Regions from separate parts of the Mus musculus genome. Here region 1 is linked to region 2. A link is a contact called in public Micro-C data. All regions are on one chromosome and are shown on one strand. Each heading gives the region's core, a stretch centred on a gene start, on an enhancer-like site or on the middle of the called end of the contact. The rest is flanking DNA. Distances are from core to core; before and after follow the strand shown. Region 1 holds the start of D830035M03Rik (RIKEN cDNA D830035M03 gene). Region 2 holds the start of Myrip (myosin VIIA and Rab interacting protein).

What was found. A called contact is a pair of places that touch in the nucleus more often than the background predicts.
Region 1: a Micro-C map of embryonic stem cells shows a contact between it and region 2, with 2.4 times the contacts expected there. The contact joins the promoter of D830035M03Rik here to the promoter of Myrip in region 2. A contact is called at or near these places in 6 of 39 promoter capture datasets (cranial neural crest, embryonic stem cells, hippocampal neurons and 2 more), 21 of 484 Hi-C or Micro-C datasets (cerebral cortex, cortical neurons, differentiating embryonic stem cells and 2 more), 3 of 115 datasets of contacts at active chromatin or transcription factors (embryonic stem cells and stem cell-derived neural progenitor cells) and 3 of 9 other capture datasets (embryonic stem cells, liver and pancreatic islet).

What each region holds. Positions count from the first base shown.
Region 1 is chr9:120,490,477-120,494,033 of GRCm38.p6, forward strand. It overlaps D830035M03Rik (RIKEN cDNA D830035M03 gene), which reads right to left and starts at 2,105. Exons shown (of 2, transcript NR_166642.1): 1 at 1,630-2,105; 2 at 1-654. It overlaps Eif1b (eukaryotic translation initiation factor 1B), which reads left to right and starts at 2,130. Exons shown (of 4, transcript NM_026892.3): 1 at 2,130-2,365. The coding sequence starts at 2,335.
Region 2 is chr9:120,302,099-120,305,478 of GRCm38.p6, forward strand. It overlaps Myrip (myosin VIIA and Rab interacting protein), which reads left to right and starts at 1,975. Exons shown (of 17, transcript NM_144557.5): 1 at 1,975-2,102.

The DNA of each region.
Region 1 (3,557 bases), core at 855-3,354, 190 kb after region 2:
GGATATAAGCTACATGTGATGTGAGATTTTCCAGTAGGGTTTTTTTTTTTTTTTTAAGTAAAAGCAGGTGGACTGGAATCTTTTGAAGTCTGCGCATATTTTATATTTACCCTTGCATTTCCATTTAGACCAGCTATACTGCAAGAGCTCCGTGCTGTGGGTGAACAGTAGATTTGCACTGTACACTAGAGGCTTAAACACAAAGTCCATGAGGGCAGACACAGAAGAGCCTTTAACCAGTTTTTTTTTATTTGCTTGGCTAAAACTTTTGTAGCTTTCTTGGGTACTTCTGATGTAAGCCTTACTTCTAAATGGAGGGATACGTTCTACTAACAGGTATAGTGACAGTGAGACCTTGAAATTTTCGGGGTGTGTGTCTGCAATGTGAGTGATGTCCACCTGAGTGCAGGTACCCACAGAATCCATAAAAGGGCATCCGACCTCCTGGAGTTGGAGTTGTAGGCAGTTGAGAGCTGCTTTCTCCTGAGAGCTGGGGCCTGCAGCAGTCCTCTGAAAGAACAGCTAGACTATGCCATTGCTCCAGCTCCAGTCTTCAGGGAAACTTCAAGGTTTTTCTGTTTTAGTTTTCTTCTCTGGCTCACTCATCCTAGGCTCCATCTGAGAAACCACGTAATACCCAGTGGTAAGGTATATCTAGTAAGAAAAGGGGGGAAACATACCATGTAGTAGAGTGGTAATTTATACCGTATGTTTTGTGTAGTCTGTGCTTCTTATACTACTTTGTAGACTTCTTTAAGTTACTTAGAAAATAGTGTTAATATTTCAGGCAGAAAATTTATATAATTTATTAAAAACTTCTCAAGGACTGGTGAGGTGGCTCAGGCTTGCTGATGGCCTGACAACCTGAGTTCCTGCTCCAGGACCTACATGAAGGTGGAAGATGCTCAAGACTATTAATTCAAATATTCGTAAGCTAGAGTTTTTCAAACCATGGTATAAGAATAAAACTGAGTAAGTAGTGTGCCTGAAACCTGACTGGTGGATGTAGGGGCATACAAGTGTATTCATTTTTACAACCCTAAAGCAACAGGCCATGCATAGAAACATTAGGAGCGGCCACTTTGTACAATAGAAGTCACTGAAACATGAGCACTACACTCCAGATATTCATTTCCTTTTTTAAACTACAGTAATGGACTTCGAGAGACTTCCCAGGAGTTGCTGCTCTTACACAAGACCTGGGTTCTGTTCCCATGGTCTCATAACCAGCTGTTATTCCAGTTCCAGGGGATATGACACCCTCTTCTGGCCTCTATGGTACATACACCCAACCACATAAAAATAAAATCTTTTTAAAAAGGAAATTGTAGTAGCGATTGGACCTACTGCTACATCTTGTTGAATGGATTGCTAGACAGAAACATAGTATGTATGCTATCTATGGCTTCTAATGTCTTGCATCAGGCCTCCAATACTATTTCAACACGAAGGCAACAGGTTTGACCTACAAAAAGGTTAAGAATTCCAAATTTTTAGTCTACTGCTTTGGTCTAGAAAGCCAACCACCTGCATAGGTGGTTTACATAGGTTAAGACGGTTCTCCACTGTCCACTGATGGTTGTGCACGGTTACTCTTTACAGTTACTTCATCTGCTCGCTCACACTCACCTAGCAACCACCAGACACCCATCCTGCACGGGACTTGCATCCGACCTTAGGAGGCTCCGCAGAGGAGAGCTCGGGCGGGATGGTAGCGCGTTCTCTCCACGCACACCTGACTCTGCTAGAGGCTAGGTCGTGACACCTGAGACAAACAGGTTAAGCTTAGTAGAGACTGCAGCATCGGAATCCCGGGGCTTGGAGGAAGGGAGAATTCCCAGGTGGCACCCACAAGGGTTCTGCAAGGAACTCAGGGGTCTCGGGAACCCTGGGGGCTGGGGAGGGCGGCGGAGGCGCAGAGCGCGGTCCCCGCTGGTTGCAAGTCCAGACCCCCGGGGGCACGTTTCTCGCCGTTGCACCCGGAAGCGCCTCCGCCCGGCGCCTCGGGCGGGACGGACCGCGGCTGCCCGCAGTGGGCTCCCGCCCGCTCCTCGCTGGCCCCCGGCTCGGCGCTCCGGGGCGGACGCGCGGTGCGTGCGGACGGTCACGTGGCGGCGGCGCGCGGGGCTAAATACGCGGCGCCGGCCATTTTGTGCGAGAAGCCGCAGCGCCGCCTCCCTGCTCGCGCCCCACCGCCGCCTCCGCGTCTTCCTGCGCCCCGGGCTTCCGCCGCTTCATTGATTTCCGTTTCTCGCCGCTGCAGCCTCCTGACACGGTGATCCGGGCGGGCCCCGCGGGAATTCTATCCTCTCACCGGCCTCACACTAGTGTCGCATGTCCACTATCCAGAACCTCCAATCTTTCGGTAAGGGCCAGTGGCCGGCCGCCGCCCGCGTCCCTCTGGGCTTTGTCTCGGCGCCCAGAAGATGGCGACGGGGGGCTCCCCGCGACCCTAGCCCGGGGGATGCCCCTCTCCGGGCCTCGGACACGGCCTTAAGTGGGCCTGCGACTCCGTAGAGGCGAGGGCCCGACCGGCAGGCGCTTGGGGAACTTGACACTGGCAGGAAGACAAGGGTCTCGGGGACTCACAGGACGGTCGGGGGACACGCCAGGGCTGCAGGGGGACCCGCCAGAGGCTGGGGGGACTGACAGAAAGGCCGGGGGCTTCAGAGACCCGTAAGGGAGCTACAGTACTTGCCAGGGCTGCAGAGACTAGGACTAGGGGCTTGCAGGGAACCTGACAGTGACAAGACGCTGGGAGTCTCTGGTGTTATCTCTCTTGTGGCCTCGGGGCTGGCCAGGGCTTTGCAAGGAGACTGGAGGGGTGGGGCCCAGAAGCTGGAGAACCTGACAGCTTTAGGGTGACTGCGAGACCTGTGACTCTCAGACGACTCACAAGTGTGTGTGTGTGTGTGTGTGTGTGTGTGTGTGTGTGTGTGTGTGTTGGGGCATGGGGGGCGGGGGGTGGCCTTGCTCAGTCCTTGCTGGGAGGGAAGGGAAGTTAAGGGCTTAGAGGATCTGCGACTCAGTCGGCCAGGACTGGAGGGGGGGGGGGTGCCAGAGAGACCTGTCACTGACCGGAGCTGGGGTGGGGCTGGACCCAGCTGGTTTTAAGCAGCCCCCAGAGGCGTCTGTTTGAAACACTTAGGAGAGAGGCCTCTGATTTGACTTGGAAGTGGCCCTGTTGTCTCTGCTTGCAATCATTTTGTAAATTACACCTCGTGAGGTTGCATGTATATGTTTATATGTGTTTTATAAGGCTCAGTTACTATGTTAACTAATTGGGGTGGGTGTTTTTGAATGTTGTAGTCGAAAAATAGTGGCGGTGACGCATGTTCTTGTGGCGGCTGTATGAAGGCTGTATGAAATTAGGGTTTCGTAAATGTTTTCTGTCTCATTTGCTGGTGGCTTCCACAGTGGTGGTCTCTACTTTTAAGCTCAGATATCGGCATACAGAGCCTGCTTAGGTTTTTCTCCTTTGAAAAACTTATTATCAGTGAGCCCCACCCTCGCCTGCAGAAATGGAGCAGGAGTGCTGGAGGCCTCACCGAGGTCTG
Region 2 (3,380 bases), core at 725-3,224:
ATGCCCATGAACACATACAATAAATATTTAAAAATCATTGCAGCCTTTACAGTGCGTACAGACTGGATTTGTTCAAGAAGTACATAGGTATTTTATTTTTATTTTATGAGTATTTTGCCTGTATATAGGTCTGCCTGCTATTTGCACGCCTTCTTCATGTGGTCAGAAGGCTTCGGATTCCCTGGAATTGGAGTTACAGATAGTTGTGATCTGACATGTGGGTGCTGGGACTCAAACTCTGGTCCTCTGAAAGAGCAGACCGTGCTATTAACTCATGAGCCATCTCTCCAGCCCAGGGCAGGGGGATTTTGTTGGGTGATGTAACATGCACTCTGGGAAACAGAAGACTGAACTCAGTCCTGGAATCTTGTAATTCCAGCCTAGGGGATGGTGCCGCCCACAGCTGACGGGTCTCCCCATAATCAAGATAATCCTGCGGTGGAATGCCCAGAGGACCACCTCGTAGGTGGTTCTAGTTTGTCTCAAGTTGACAGTTGCAATTGATCATCACAATCATAACACATAGCTTTCCCCCAGAGAGAGCACACTTTGGTTGTGCTCAGTGGCAGGAGCTGAGACACTGGCAGACAAAGGTAGGAGGGAGTCTTGTGAACGGTTGAATGTTGGACTGTGTGGATACTAACCGGGCCTACATAAACAGATTTAGAACGGAAAATAAGTAAAATGTACACAAAATAAGCTTTCTTTCATTTTAGCAGTTTAAAAATCCCTCAAGGGAGGAAACCGTTTCTTTAGAGAAACCAATTTAATGCCTTACACGTTCTTAATTTTCCTCCCTCGTTGCTCCGCAAAGGCGCTTCCCCCCCCCCCCATCTACCTTGCATGCATTTACATAGGACACGACCTCAGCTCATTGACCTATGAGATTTAGAACTGAGATTTAGATTTTGAAATCACCGCCGTAGCGCTATAGAAGCTTTATTCTGACGGAGTCGCTGCTGCCAGGCAGTTGACACTGACAGGTGTTCCCCAGTCGACGCTGCTGAGGCTTAAGTAGTTGGTCTCAATATCCGGGGCCCTGGGCTTGCTGGATGAGCAAGTGCGGCCCTAGATTGCAGGACAATCTCAACTCCTTGTCATCCTTTGGGGACCATGGACTGCAAGCACGCGCCCCAGAGCACTCCTCACTGGCAGTATTCCAGGACTCACTATCCCAGAGGTGCAGCGGTTATGGGGGCGCACACAGGATTAGAACCCCCTGAGCCAAGTGCGAGGTAGTCAGTGTGTGTTGAATGAGCGAGCGTGGCTAGCTCAGTAAATTCCCTGGAGAAGAACGTAATCCAGACCGGAATCACAACGGTGCCTTAAAAATACCTTGGGGTGGGGGGCAGTGAAGTGAAAGATGTTGATGCAGGCGGGCCACGAGTCTTTGGTGAGGCTGGAGCCAGCAGGTCGCGCTGTTCCTAGGACTAAGAAGGCCCAGGTTGCGGTGACCCATCCTTCAAGCGGGCGGGTCTCCAAGGATGCAGAGCCTGACTTCAATACTAGGGATGACCTGAAGCTAGGGCTGGTTGAGTAGGGGTGCTCACGATCGCGACCCCCGCACCGCACTGCGCCGCAGCCCGCAACGACCCGGGTGCGCGCAGCCCCAGCCCCGCCTCTTCCCTATGCGCCCCGCCCCTCCCGGCGCGTGCCACCCGCGCACCCGGGGAGCTCGCGAGGAACCCGCGGGGTAGGCGGCCGGTGTCCCGGCGCAGGCGCGCTGGTGTCGCCGCCGCTCCCGCCAGCCGCCCCGCACGCGCCCCCGCCCCGCCTCCGCACGCGCCGCCGCCCCGGGCGCCTGTGATTGGCGGTCAGCGGGGCCCGCAGGTGGCGGCGGCCGCAGTGGCTTGGGCTGGCGCTGGCTGGGAGCCTGGAGCGGGCGCCTCCCTCGCGCCGCGCGCCCTCGTCCTGCCCGCGCTGCCCGGCTCCCGCTGTGACTGCGGCCCCAGCTCGGGCGCACCGGCGATCTGCAGCCTCGGGATCGCGCGCTGGACGCAGGCTGCGGCAGGTGACCCGGGGCCATCCGAGGCGCGGTGGCTGTGAGCCTGGCCGCCATCCATGAGCTCCGCCGCGGACCCACTCCAGGCCGGCCACCCCGGGTGAGTCCTCCAGCTCTCCCCTCCGCGCCCGCAGCTCGATGCCATGCTTCCCTGCCACGTTGCCGCAACTTTTGGGGTGGGTGTCTGAAGATGTCGCGCGCGCGGTCCCCCGCACCTGGTGCGCGTCTGGGGCCAGGGCTGCGGGACATGGCCAGCCTGCCTGTGCGGAGGGGACGGTGGGGTCTTGGACTTAGCCTCGACAGAGTCAGATCCGCCTCTTTCCGTGGCTACGGGGGCGGGAGCTGACCCCTGCGTTTCCCCGATGGCCACGTAGCGCTCGGGATGCGGTGCGCCGCGCACCTTGCTAAGGGATCCGCGCACCGGCGGGCGCCTCAAACCACCCGGTGCGCACCCGGCAGCTGGCCAGCATGGACCACGTGACTCTTTTAGACTCTTAATGTTTGTAAAATGGGGCTAATTAGGTACTCGCCGAAGGTCATGGCCAGGGCACAGCGTTAACCCCCAAGGCAGACTGCGTCTGGGCTCAGCCCCGGGTTGCCTGAGGAGGAGAGGTGCGCTGGTGAGGCAGGCACTGGGCGAGGTGTTCCTTCGTCCTGCTCTCTTTCTCGGTTCCTCCTATCTTCAAAGACAGGAGACTTGTTGAGGTTTCGAGCTCATCCGCAGGGTCTCAATAGCGGTTTCGGGGGGTGGGGGGGTGGTTAACGTCTGGCTGTCTTCCGTGTGAGCGTGCTGTGGAGCATTTGTGTGGTGGGAACGCTCACAGTTGCCGCATCCGAGGTTCCATCCTCTTCTAGTCACTCAATTGACTGATGTTTCTGCAGAGTGTGGAGTCGAGGACTCTGCTAAGCGCCAGGGCTTACATAGACTGTGTTTGGCTTCTGGTCTCCCAAATAAACCTTGTCCTCAGGACGTGTGTCCCAGCCACTCTTCCAAGACACACCAAAGGGAGGGAGCTGACACACCGAAAAGCAGCTTTCTCTGAAGATCTCTCCCATCCGCTAAAATTCCTTGAAAATGGACTACATTTCTATCCGCCCCACCCCTTACCTATAATATACATTTTGTTTATTATCTTGAGACTTTCCCAGGGACGGGAGAGAGATTGTTCCTCCTGCCCTGCCATTTCCCTGTTCCCACATGTCCTTCTCACCCTCTGACCTCCAGCTGCAGTTTTGATACTCAGTGATGACACTGTTACACATAGTCCTGGGATAATTGACAGGCGTTTTTTTTTTTATTTCTTTCTTTCTTTCTCTCCCCCCCACCTCCCCGCTCCTGGGGCTCCCGGGGTACGGTGTGAAAAAGCGCTGGGGTTGT